2 separate regions of the Sus scrofa genome follow, and region 2 is linked to region 1. Evidence: chromatin contacts called from public HiChIP or PLAC-seq data. All regions are on one chromosome and are shown on one strand. Each heading gives the region's core, a stretch centred on a gene start, on an enhancer-like site or on the middle of the called end of the contact. The rest is flanking DNA. Distances are from core to core; before and after follow the strand shown. Region 1 overlaps CAVIN1 (polymerase I and transcript release factor). Region 2 overlaps STAT5B (signal transducer and activator of transcription 5B).

Region 1 (2,700 bases), core at 15-2,514:
GGGACGGCGTAGGCAGCCGAGGCTGATGCGTGGGCGAAGGGTCCGCGGGGGCGTGCTGGCAGTCGCGTCCCTCTCCTGGCGCAGCCCCCGCAGTGCGTGCCTGAGCCCTGAATCACCCGCTATATCGGGCGGGCAGCGCCGGAGGCCCCAAACTCGGGCCCGCGCGGCCAGTGTCCGCTTACAGCGGGCCCCAGTGTCCGCCAGGCACCCCGGCTTTCCCCAAAACTTCCTCCAAATAGGGAGACTTGACAGAGCTAGGTCGGGAGCTACCTGCGAGGGTCATTGTTCCTGAGACCAGCACCCTAACTCAGTTCTGCTACGCATTTGACACCGGAGGGAGGGGCCTGGGTAAGAGAGGAGGCGCGGAGTGCAGAGCGCGCCCCTCTGCGCGCTCCAGGAGCCCGCCACCCACCCCACGGCACCCCACCCCTGCAACCCTCACCGGAAGAAGGCTGGGTCCCCCGAGCGGAGCCAGGCTGGCAGAAGAGCCGCGCCACGGGCGGCTTCCCCCACCCCAAGCTCCAGTAAGGGGAAAAGTGGGCCTCTGGGCGCGGTCCGCCCGCCAGCTCACCTGGTAGATCATGACTTTAAAGTTTCGGCGCCGCAGCAGCTCGGCCTCGTTGACCTCCAGCTTCTTGATCTGGCCTGCCTGGAGTTCCAGGCTGCCGCGCACGGTCTTCACGTTGACGCTGACCTTGCGCACCTTCTCCAGCAACTTGCTCACCGTGTTGCTGGTGGTGGCGTGTGCCTTGCCCAGCTTGCTCAGCTCGCCCTGGATGCTCTGCACGGCGCCCTCCATCTCCGCCTGCCGCTCTTCCAGCTGGGCTTGGGTCAGCTGGATCTGGTCGACGGCGCCGATGATTTTGTCCAGAAGGCTCAGTACCAGCACGCCGTTCACCTGGTCCGATTTGATCAGCTCCTCAGAGCCGGCCCCCGACGGCTCCTCGGCCGCCGCGGCCGCCGGAGCCCCCATGGAGGAGGACCCCTGGTCCCCGGCGTCAGAGTACCCGGGAAGCGGCTGCTCGATGATGTGGAGCTGGGTGTCCTCCATGGCTGCCCGGAGCCGTGCGGGTCCTGCCGGCTGGAGCTGGAACAGGAGACCCGGAGAAGAGGAAGAGCAGGAGGGGAGAGAGTGGATAGCGGAGGAAACTCGAGCCACGTCCGTGCGCACCGGGACGGTGGCCAGAACTGTGGGGCGGGGGATCGGTGAGTTCCCCGGCTCCCAGACCAAACCCCGGAGTCTCATCGCCCATTGGCTGGCCCGACCCCAGAAAAGGAGGGACCGGGGCAGAAGGGGAGACCGACGCTGGGGAAGGGGGGGCAACCCAGGGGGACCCAAGAGCCGAGCGCCCCACCCTTCCCAGGATGGTTGGAATAGTTGGAGCGGGAGACTAGGGCCTCCGCCGGCAGCGGAGGCGGCGGGAGCGGGAACGGGGCTGAGGAATGTGAGCTGGGGAAGGGAAACAGGTCCCGGAGTGTTGCTGTACGTTTCCCTCTCGCTTTTTTCGCTCACTCCCAAACCCACCTCTGCATTTTTCAGTTCCAGGTCGGGTCGACAGACGCGACAGGAGATCCCGAGATTATGTGCAAAATTTTGTATTTTGTCCAGTTTTTGAGAGGGAAAGGATCCATGGCTTCCACAGTCTTTTCAGAGAGGTTTCTAATTGTCTAGCCCGCCAAGTTACCCACCAGTGTCGTGAAAGCTTGAGGGGTGGTTTGCCCAAGGCAAGGGAGAACTGAAATTAGAGTCAGTGGTAGTGAGGGGCTGCCAAGCTTCCTGGAGGTTCCTCTTAGAATTATCCTCAGAGGAGGATTCAGATGGGTGATAAAATAGAAACTAAAGCCTTTTACTCATCTCTCACCTTTCGCTGTGTTTCTGCCTGCCTCAGACGTCTGGCTGACACCAGTCTGGAGAGCAGGGTTGGGAGTACCTCTGCCTCTCTGGAGACGGGTGCTCCGCGGTCAGAGCCATCGGACCCGGAATGAGGGCTTGGAGAGGGATGGTGACTTGCCAGGAGGTTATTAGCTGGTTAGCACTGACGTGGCACTCGAACCAGGTGTGAAAACTCCTCTCTCGCACTTTCCACCTTAGCAGGCTGTACTGGGACAGGGAAGGGCCGACCCAGATGTGCACCAGCCTGTTGACTTGAGGATTAACTACAAACATGTTTTCAACCATAATGGGTGTCAAGCAGCAGGCATCTCTGAGCACAATCAAGGAGGGCCCATAGCTCAAAAGTCCAGGGAGGAGAAACTGCCCATTCTCCCCTATTTAGGCCCCTAACACGGGACTGGAGCTGTGAGTTCCCTGAAGCAGCACTGCCCCCCTTTACCCTAGAAAAGCCACAAACCTTTTCCCTGCTTAGGAAACCAAGCTTGGGTTTCCCCAGCTGGATAGATGATGGTCTTGGCAAAAGGTCACTTCTAGTCTGGCAGGCATTATCATTAGGAAGAGTGGGAAAGTGTTTGGTGGGGAGCCCGGGCCCTATTAATCTAGTTAGAGAACCTACCAAGCCAGAAAGGAGCTGAAAAGTTGACTGTCTGGAATAGTGTGGGATAGCCTGGGATCGTCCGCGATAATCTGGGGTAGTGGGGGGATAGGCTGGGATTGTCTGGGGTAGCCCCAACAACTATTGAACAAGATATTTCCCCTGACACTTCATAGCTGTTTCCACAGAAACAAGTGGCTTTCTTGAATCT
Region 2 (2,844 bases), core at 231-2,730, 190 kb before region 1:
AAGTGTAATTCCGTCCTGGTAAATTTTCCTGGTTGGAGAGACAACAAATGAATACAAATAGGCAGAAGGAACCCTCAGGATATTACCCGTATAGACTTTAACTGGTGAAATTAAAGGGAAAATAACATCTACACTGTCAGAATCATAGAAATATACACGCCTGCCTGAGTTTGATCAAGTGGTCCTACAACCAAAAAAAAAAAAAAAACCAGGATAGAGAGGAAAAGACAGAAGAAGGGGGAAATACCACAGAGCAGTTACCAACAGTCCGTGGATCTCGGCTACAAACACTTGCCCCTGCATCTGGACTGACTTGTTCTTTGCTTTTGGGGGGGGGGGGCGGAGCAAAGGAGAAAAGAATAGCTTTATTGCTTTGACAGGCATAAGAGGGTCACAGGAGGCTAAGGCCCTAAAGACTGGGCCCCCTCCTTTACTGTTTTTGATGTGTGGTCTGTGACCCGCAGCGGCAGCGTTGCCAGGGAGCCTCTGGGAAACGCAAAATATCAAGCCCCATTTCAGACCTGCTGAAGCTGAGCCTGCGCCTTAACAAGCTGCCCAGGTGATGTGTAAATTTGAACTGGACTAGATCACACTGTGAGGCCACAGAGAACACGCCATCATACAGCTGCTGCAATAATTATCAGCAAAGTGCAGTTATCTGATTCTGCTGGAAGGCATGATTCTGCAACGGAAAAGACAGACTACCAAGGCCTCCTGCTTCCCCTATCGAACCTCCTCTGACTACCAGCAAACCTGTTGGCTAGCTGGTTAACACACAGCCATTTAAAAGAGTTAGACTCAGAGACTATGAGATCTTTGAACTGGGGCACTTAAAACACGGGGGTGGCCATGGATGCAAAGACACAAACGTTCAATTTAAAATCGAAGATGTGACAGGTGGCATCTGAACTGCCTGAGGCTAGAGGAAATGTGGCCTTCATTGGCACCCTCTTTTGAGGGCTGAGGGCCCCATGGGAGTCTGACTTTGCATTACACTCAAGGAGCCTCAGAGAGTCAAGGGGACTGAGCCATGGAGTTCTGAGCATCACCAAAGCTTTACTTCTCATGAGTTATGTGATCATTTGCTTTGCTGTTTCCTTTACAAAGGAAGAAAATGCATGCAAAGCCGTTTGCTTAAATATTCAAGCACAAAATTTTCTACACACACACACACAAAGCATGTGGCTTTCAGAGGCTTCCTATTACCGTGGGCATGGTGTATTAGAGGCATGAGGAACGGGGGCCCGGGGCAGGGATGCTCCCGAGGGGTCTGGCCTGGAGGGGCTGATCTGATTGCAGCAGGCGGGGGCCCTCACCCTGTTGAACTGGGACCAGGACACAGACATGCCGCTGTAGTCCTCCAGATGGCTGCTGCTGCTGTTGAAGAGCTTCTGCGCCAGGAACACGAGGTTCTCCTTGGTCAGGCCCCGGTTGCTCTGCACCTCGGCCTTGAATTTCATGTTGAGCGCCTCGCACAGCTGCGGCCACAGGACTTTGTCAGGCACCGCAAAGGGCACCCTGCCCTGCGGGGGTGGGGTGAAGGGGAGAGAAGCCAGAACCTTAGGAGAAAACACCTGCAGGATTTATCCCCTCAGCCCGAAAAAGAAAACCACTGAGGAGGGGATGGAGTTGCAAACACTTGTCTGGCTGAGCGTGGGGCTAAACTCAAACCTTCGCGGGGTTTGCGGTTCTGGGACATTGAGAAGGTTCCATCTCACTGTCTTCACATGCCACTTGGAAGCTATCAGTGCTGTTCCGTAAAAGAGCTGCTGGACATACTGTCTGATCCCATGCTCTCATGGTCACGGAGACAAAACATGACCAAAGTCTGACTCTGACACTATAAACTCAAAGGGAGTACAAATCCACAAGACTGGTTCTCTAGGTGCAGAGAGAGAATGTGTGTGTTCATATGTGGGTGCGCAACCGTCATCCGTGCCCTTGACCCCTTCTGCCAAGAACTCCAGCTCAAAGTGAAAGGACTTACTATGGAAGAGTGGAAACTGTGCTCTGACAACTTTACTGCAAAACAGGTTAGAATGTGAATTTTTTTTTTTTTTTTGTCTTTTTGCTATTTCTTTGGGCCGCTCCCGTGGCATATGGAGGTTCCCAGGCTAGGGGTCGAATCGGAGCTGTAGCCGCCAGCCTACGTGCCAGAGCCACAGCAACGTGGGATCCAAGCCGCGTCTGCAACCTACACCACAGCTCACAGCAATGCCGGATCCTTAACCCACTGAGCAAGGGCAGGGACCGAACCCGCAACCTCATGGTTCCCAGTTGGATTCGTTAACCACTGCGCCACGATGGGAACTCCAGAATGTGAATTTTTAATAAATGGCTTTTCATCCCATTCAGCCACGGTATTTCATTTTAATTATTGTAACTTTTTTTTGGAATAGGCAATTTCTCCACATGATATAAAATTTCAAAAGCACAGAAGGGCCTACAGTGAAGTCATTTCCCTTCTCTGTCCATCAGCAATCTAGTTCCTTTCCTAAATCTTGTAATCTAGTTTACTGGGTATACCTCCAAAGATATTCTTTACATGCTGGCAAATATGTATACATTTCCCCTTTTTTAATATATAGAACCCACATCTTGCATCTTTTTTTTTTTTTTCACTTAATATTTTATCTGAGAGGCCTCAGCACATAAAATTTTCTTTCGAGGCTGCTCATTATTCTACACTATGGAGGAATAATAATATATTTAACCTCGCAGGGGGACATCTGCGCACGAGTCTCCAGTCTTTGGCTACTACAAACAGTGCTGCAGCCTATTCATGTCACTTGGCACATTCGCAAATATATCTGTAGAATTAATTCCCACAAGTATGTATTTATA

Evidence for each region. HiChIP or PLAC-seq counts read pairs in DNA pulled down with a chosen protein or histone mark.
Region 2: an H3K27ac HiChIP or PLAC-seq map of skeletal muscle shows a contact between it and region 1. The contact joins two enhancer-like sites. A contact is called at or near these places in 1 of 5 promoter capture datasets (fetal liver), 7 of 47 Hi-C or Micro-C datasets (alveolar macrophages, blood, embryonic fibroblasts and 3 more) and 1 of 2 datasets of contacts at active chromatin or transcription factors (skeletal muscle).

The regions. Positions count from the first base shown.
Region 1 is chr12:20,374,270-20,376,969 of Sscrofa11.1, reverse strand. It overlaps CAVIN1 (polymerase I and transcript release factor), which reads right to left. Exons shown (of 2, transcript XM_021066983.1): 1 at 572-2,700. The coding sequence starts at 1,246. Among named protein-coding and RNA genes, the nearest start is that of CAVIN1, 3.1 kb to the right of the region's middle. Within about 2 kb of position 1,264, at least 53 of the 83 cell types and tissues checked have an H3K27ac peak or open chromatin away from gene starts, as enhancers often do. A contact at or near this core is called in skeletal muscle, where this site is marked.
Region 2 is chr12:20,561,642-20,564,485 of Sscrofa11.1, reverse strand. STAT5B (signal transducer and activator of transcription 5B) reads right to left here. Exons shown (of 18, transcript NM_214168.1): 12 at 1,317-1,523; 13 at 1-28. Among named protein-coding and RNA genes, the nearest start is that of STAT5B, 18 kb to the right of the region's middle. Within about 2 kb of position 1,480, at least 2 of the 83 cell types and tissues checked have an H3K27ac peak or open chromatin away from gene starts, as enhancers often do. A contact at or near this core is called in skeletal muscle, where this site is marked.